Regions from separate parts of the Zea mays genome. Here region 1 is linked to region 2. The links are chromatin contacts, called in public Hi-C maps. All regions are on one chromosome and are shown on one strand. Each heading gives the region's core, a stretch centred on a gene start, on an enhancer-like site or on the middle of the called end of the contact. The rest is flanking DNA. Distances are from core to core; before and after follow the strand shown. Region 1 holds the start of LOC100193482 (Glutamate-1-semialdehyde 21-aminomutase 2 chloroplastic). Region 2 holds the start of LOC100383986.

Region 1 (3,277 bases), core at 559-3,058, 140 kb after region 2:
AAGATCCTAACACTGGTCATTGTGATAATAGTTCCCACCATTTCATGATATTTTTATATACAATCAGGGTTGTACTCACAAGTCACCTTTTGTGCAGTTTACAGCTACAGATCCAGGACCAGGACTAAAGCATGACTCACGAAAAATGGCTACTAACTTCATAAAGGTATGGTATTTTACCGGTTTGTCACATCAAAAGTAATGCTTGCTGCACCTAGGTAATCCTATCTCAATAGGATTGCTTTCATCTACATGGCTTACTCATGTGTCAATTGGGTTGAGGACTAAGGCTGACTCCAATTCTTCTTATACATCGCCCCTTATTTGTACTTTCTAATATATCTTACTATATCCCCCTAAAGATCCTCCCCTTACATACAGTTCGTCTCCAACAATTCCCCTTATACAACACCCCTATCTAACTAAGTTAATGAACACGTATTTATCATTTTTGAAATTTTAAAAAATCATACAATATTTGTAGTATCATAATATATATTATCATTATGTCACAGGGCTTAATTAAGGTTAAAAACATGCTAATTAACATATAGGGGAGCATATTGCCCACCCTATATATACAAGGAGATTCCTATCTCCCTATACACAGGGGGAGTAGGATGGCAATTGGCAATGGGTCGGGCTCACATCGGATGGAGAAAAAACCCGCCCTCTGATCGAGTGGTACGATCGCATCCATGAAGTCTACCTAAACCCGTCTGTGATGGCACCCGCGGGTGCAATTCCAAACCCACACTCGAACCCGTCAGGTTTCAGTCCACCCACGGGTTTTTACTAAGTGTACACTTTTAAACAGTAAATCAACTATAAGCAATTATGTACCACCAATAATTGAGTTATACATATGAATGTTAAGCCTTCTCTCATTAAGCAGCAACAAAACATTTTCATGAATCATTAGCTAAGTTACTTTTTTTTAAATAATTACTAGTGTATATCATTTTTGCGCAAAATAAAGAATGAACCAAATTTCGAATCGAGTGCGGGTCACCCACGGGTTAAAATAGAAACCCACACCCACACCCACACCCACACCCGCAAAACTTTGGATCGAGTGCGGCCGGGTGCACATGTGAGTCAAAATCTTCGCCCACACCCACACCTATCAGGTCGGGTATAAGTCGGATTTTAGGTCTGCAGCTTAAATTGCCATCCCCGGGAGCTACAGGGGAGTTGTTGGAGACGAGGTCCCCCTAAAGCTCCCTTATGTTCGGTTGAGAGAGCTTTACGGTGTGCTGTTGTTTACGGTGTGCTGGTGGAGTTTGCCTTACTAAGCTCACAATATCGGGCCCATTCCAGACCCTTTTCCCAGCCCCCGGTTTCCGCGTTCCACGCCATCTTTGACAATCCACCTCTTATTGCGTTACCAGCAACCCTTGGCGGAAATACAGAAAAGAAAAGCGAACCGATCGGCCACAATTTCCACGACAAAGACAAACAATGCATTCCCCAGCTGGCCGCAAGCGACGTCTCTTCTTCCGAATTCACACCTCAAAAGCGACGAGGGCCTCCGAAACGAACGGGAACCCTGGCAGACGGCATCTAGGAGACGCGGAGCGAAGGAATTAGAGAGGGCGGTACCTTGGCGGCGTTGAAGATCTCCTCGGACTTCTGCACCGTGTACGCCTTCTCGCCCTTCTCGAGGGATATCGCGGCCCGCACCACCGACAGCCGAGCGCGGCGTCCCGCAGAAGCCCTCCTCGGCGCGGCCGGCCGGGCCGAGACCCCGGACGCCACGGCGGCGGCTGCTGCTGCTCCGGCCATACTTGGGCTTGCTCGTCTCGCGCGATGTCGGAGGTGGAGCAGATGAGGGGGGATAAGAAATTTCAGAGGGGTTTGCGGCGATTGGGTCTTAAAGCTAGGCCGGGCCTACCAATGCACCGCACGACCTCTTCTCTGTATTAATTTTTTTTTACCCCGCCTTTGTAACTTGTAATTGTAAGCGAGACGTCTGGTGGCGCTTACGTCCAGCCTGCAGGTAGGCTGGGCCGAAAATTTTATCCCAAAATCGCTTTTGGGTTAGGTGGTCTGTGGGCTGCTACTTCGCCTCCGTACTAGGGCGGAGGTGCAGGTCTCAAGCCCGCTAGCTTACGCTATACATAAGCACATATTTCTTTTTTTTATAAATATAAAATATTTAAAAATATTAAAAACTATGGGTCACAAGTTTACAACCCAATCCTCGGGCGCTATTGCAGACCGAGCCTGGTGTAGTTGTCTGGTGGACAAGTATTCTACAGAATATGAACAGATTTCTTATACAAGATCGAAAACATGAACAAACAGGCAACAGCTAGGGCTTGCAAGTTTTTAAGGCATGTACAGTGGTGTTTAATGGGGAGGCTCTTAAGGTGTTTAAGGGGGTTATTTGCAAAAAAATCTTAGAGCCGTCTCTCCGTGAAAAGACGTCTCTGGCTCGTAAACCAAGTAGCAACAGACACCTCTAGAGATGGCAATGGGTAAATACCCATCGGGTATTACTACCCCATACCCATACCCACGACACAAAATTAACCCTATCGGGTCACCCATATACACTGGTGGGTATGGATTTACCCCCATACCCATACCCATGTGGGTATGGGTCACCCATCGGGTCACCCGTACCCACAATTAAACATCTATCAAAATATTATATTATACAAATGTCAAGTATATCCATCTAAATATCAGTACAAAATTTCTAGCATCATTTAACCATCCATTCAACACACCAAAGATAGTTGGATAAAGTAGTAACACTAGGATAGTACTAAATAGCACATTACATGTTCTATTACATGGTCATTAAATTGTTGTTAAGCCTTCTATGACATTATGGCCTAAAAGGTTGTTAAATAGTAAAAAAGATGGATGACTAAAGTCCAAGTTCAGGCTTAGGCTAAGTTTATATTGGGTATTTTATACCCACGGGTTAACGGGTATGGGTAAAGACAGAACGTTCTAATACCCGTTTACCCATTGGGTGAAGTTTATTGCCCAATAACAGACCCACGAGTAGAATATTTAGCTCACATACATACCCTAATGGAGTAAATACCCATCGGGTATCGGGTCGCGGGTACCCATTGCCATCTCTAGACACCTCACTTCCCGCTGTACGAATTTGTCGTCTGTTCTATCGATCTGATGCTATATAAATACATTTAATTCTGTATTTATTAATAAACTATGTTTATAGACACTCCATTGTACAATAGAGTCTCTTAGTTGTCTCCTGTGCTTGAGAACCGTTTTGGTGTCTCTCCACTATACA
Region 2 (2,975 bases), core at 257-2,756:
CATAGGAAAAGGTTCATATAGGACTCAAATCCCAGTGGGAGCTGCGACCCTTCAATTATCCCAATCTTTGGGGTGCAGAGAGTGATGCCCCCAATTAGAAAAACATATCAGATACTGAACTAGACTGCCAACAAAGGCATGGAAGCCAAGGAGACCAGAGCAGAAAATCAGGGATGTGCTCAGCATTAGGCCATGGACTAGAAATGTAAACACTCCCATTCTTCCATTAACATGAATAATATCCATTAGCGCTATTGCACAAGGAAACTATCATGCTCACTTTAAAATCTAATAACAGATTAAGGCTATTGATAAAGCTGGCAATGCAGTTAATCATGTGTCAAAACTCAAAAGGCAGTGGAAGTATGAAACAATTTGGCTACGATGTTTTCTCTCTCTCGAAGGAGCATGCGCACTAAAATCATGCATATCCATAAACCATTGTTCCTGAAGAGGCATGGGAGTAATGGATTCTCACCATTAGTATCGGCACAGGGGTTTTCTGCATGTCTTGGAAGATCATGGAAGACTCTCACAGGGTACAAACCAGCAACCTGGCTAACCATGCACTGCTGCCTCGTCCGAAGCAGCCTCTGCAGATCCTTGAGTCTGAATTTGTCTCCGGATAACGCCTCCTTCGCTTCCTGCAATCAGCGGACGCCCCAATGGATAAAATGCAGCTGCCCAGAATAGCCCAGCCCAATCTCGCAGCATTTTGCGTCGCGCAGACGGATTGCTCATATTACCTGCACTCGATGGTGCGCGGCGGTGAGGGACCTCGACAGCGGCAGCACCCGGTCGATCTGCTCCTGCAGCCGCTCCTTCCCCCGCTCCACGGCCTCGAGCGCCCGCCTCCTGCCGACGACGGCCGCCTCCAAACGCGCTTGCTGGAGGTCCACCATCCGCGTCAACTCGTCCAGCTCCTCCGCCTGCCGCAGCGCCTCCCTCCTTACCTGCCCGAGCGCCAAACCACATGAACAAAAAATAACAATAACAATAAATCGAACCACGTCTGCCCGAAGGGGGGCGATTGGCTCAAGCCATTTGCGGGCGTGGCACCTGGAGCGCGGCCTCGATGCGGCGGGCCAGGATCGCCCGTTCCTCGCCCGCAGCCGCGAGCTCCGCGGCCTTGCCGCGCAGCTCCCGCCACGCGACCGCCGCCTCCTCCTCGTCCTCCACCACCGCGGCGCCCGGACCGGGCGCGCGAGGATTCCCCACCCGAACCGCCGGAGTCATCGCGGCCCTACCGTCGCAGCGGATGGTGACGTGTGGCAGAGGCGAAGAGAGCAGGCGGCGGCGGCGCCCATGGCCGGGCCGGTGAGGCGGTGACGGCTGCGTCCGTCGAAACCGAAGCTCGCCCAACGCCTACTCAAAAGGCGGAAACAGCAGTCGGAAAAGCAAAAAGCGGCGGCGTCACGATGCGTTGCGTTGTTGCGGAGGGCGCAAGCGAACGGTTGGACGTGAATGCGATGCCGATGCGTGGGTCGTGTGGGTTTTTGCCGGCCGGTTTGAGAGTTTGTCTCGGCGACGCAACGCGACGCGGGTGAGTGGACGGTGCTAGGTGCGCAGAGGGCGGGCCGCGGACGAGCCAGCCAGGCTAGGCCGCGGGTCCGGACTCCGGACTCGTGTACGCGCGCGCGGGGACCGCGGATCTCGCAATTATGGTGGTGCCAGCCACGTTGGCTGGCTGTTCTTGCCAGAATGCATATCAGCATATGGTGTAGAGATGGCAATGGGTACACGTGACTCGATACTCCATAGATATTTACTTTATTAGGGTATGTATATGGGCTAAATATTTTACTCGTGGGTCTATTATTGGACAAAAATCTACATCCAATGGGTAAACGGGTATTAGAACGTTCCGCCTTCACCCGTACTCGTTAACCCGTGGGTATAAAATACCCAATATAAACTTAGCCCAAGTGTGAACTTGGACTTTAGCATCCATCCTTTTTACTATTTAACAAGCTTTTAGTCCATAATGTAATAGAAGGCTTAACGACAATTTAATGACAATATAATGGAACATATAATGTGTTATGTAGTACTATCCTACTGTTACTACTTTATCTAAATATTTTTGGTGTGTTGAATAGATGGTTAAATGATGCTAGAAATTTTTTAATGGTATTTAGATGGATATACTTGACATTTGTTTAATATAATATTTTGATAGATATTTAATTTTTATGGGTATGGGTGACCCGTTGGGTAACTCATACCCATATGGGTATGAGTATGTGGGTAAATTCATACCCGTCAATGTATATGGTGACTCGATTAGATTATTTTTATATCGTGGGTATGTGTATGGGGTAGTAATACCGGTGAGTATTTACCCATTGCCATCTCTAATTTTGGTGACTGGTGATGTGAGAAGGACGGGCGTGCCCTGCGCCGTCGACGCCGCTGAAGGAGATGCGGTTTTCCCCCTCGTACATTCGGATATCGCTTTCAACTGACAGCGAAATCGGCTAATGTACAAACAAGCAACTGCTTCACCAGCAACGGGGTGAGGCGCAAATTTTCTGCCTCGTCATCGGAAGATGTCTGGCGCCCACGATGCCAGTAGCTGCACCTCTCGCTTCAAATTCCATTCGCCGACGCCCACAAGGCCACAACGAAACCAGTTCCAAATTGTATCAACTGCATCCCTACCTGGACATTCAGCATACACCTAAACATTGCTGAAAATATCGGCCACGATGCATCACATGAAACGAGCAAGGGAGGCAGAAAATTCGAGTCAAAAGCAACATAATCCTAAACCAGGATAATTTACATGACCAGATCCAAGGAGTCACGGTTAAACAACCAGGCGTCCAGAGCAAACAGGGATCATAACAAGTTTACACAGACCGGTGCAGCTGGTGGACAAGATTAGCAGAAGAAATACATCAATCCACACCCCCATAAATATTTGAACAAATGGTGGGAGAACGGCCACCATGCCGTGCAGGGCAACAGAAATT

Evidence for each region. Hi-C and Micro-C count contacts between places; a contact is called where the count stands out from the background.
Region 1: a contact with region 2 is called in a Hi-C map of ear, with 2.5 times the contacts expected there. The contact joins the promoter of LOC100193482 here to the promoter of LOC100383986 in region 2. A contact is called at or near these places in 7 of 25 Hi-C or Micro-C datasets (bundle sheath, ear, endosperm and 3 more).

Annotation. Positions count from the first base shown.
Region 1 is chr6:167,056,163-167,059,439 of Zm-B73-REFERENCE-NAM-5.0, forward strand. It overlaps LOC100193482 (Glutamate-1-semialdehyde 21-aminomutase 2 chloroplastic), which reads right to left and starts at 1,809. Exons shown (of 3, transcript NM_001358757.1): 1 at 1,603-1,809. The coding sequence starts at 1,785. It overlaps LOC103631582 (putative disease resistance protein RGA3), which reads left to right and starts at 3,218. Exons shown (of 2, transcript XM_020539604.2): 1 at 3,218-3,277.
Region 2 is chr6:166,920,671-166,923,645 of Zm-B73-REFERENCE-NAM-5.0, forward strand. LOC100383986 reads right to left here and starts at 1,507. Exons shown (of 6, transcript NM_001366853.1): 1 at 1,060-1,507; 2 at 747-953; 3 at 479-644. The coding sequence starts at 1,236. LOC542102 (SET domain protein SDG111) reads right to left here. Exons shown (of 4, transcript NM_001111735.3): 4 at 2,735-2,975.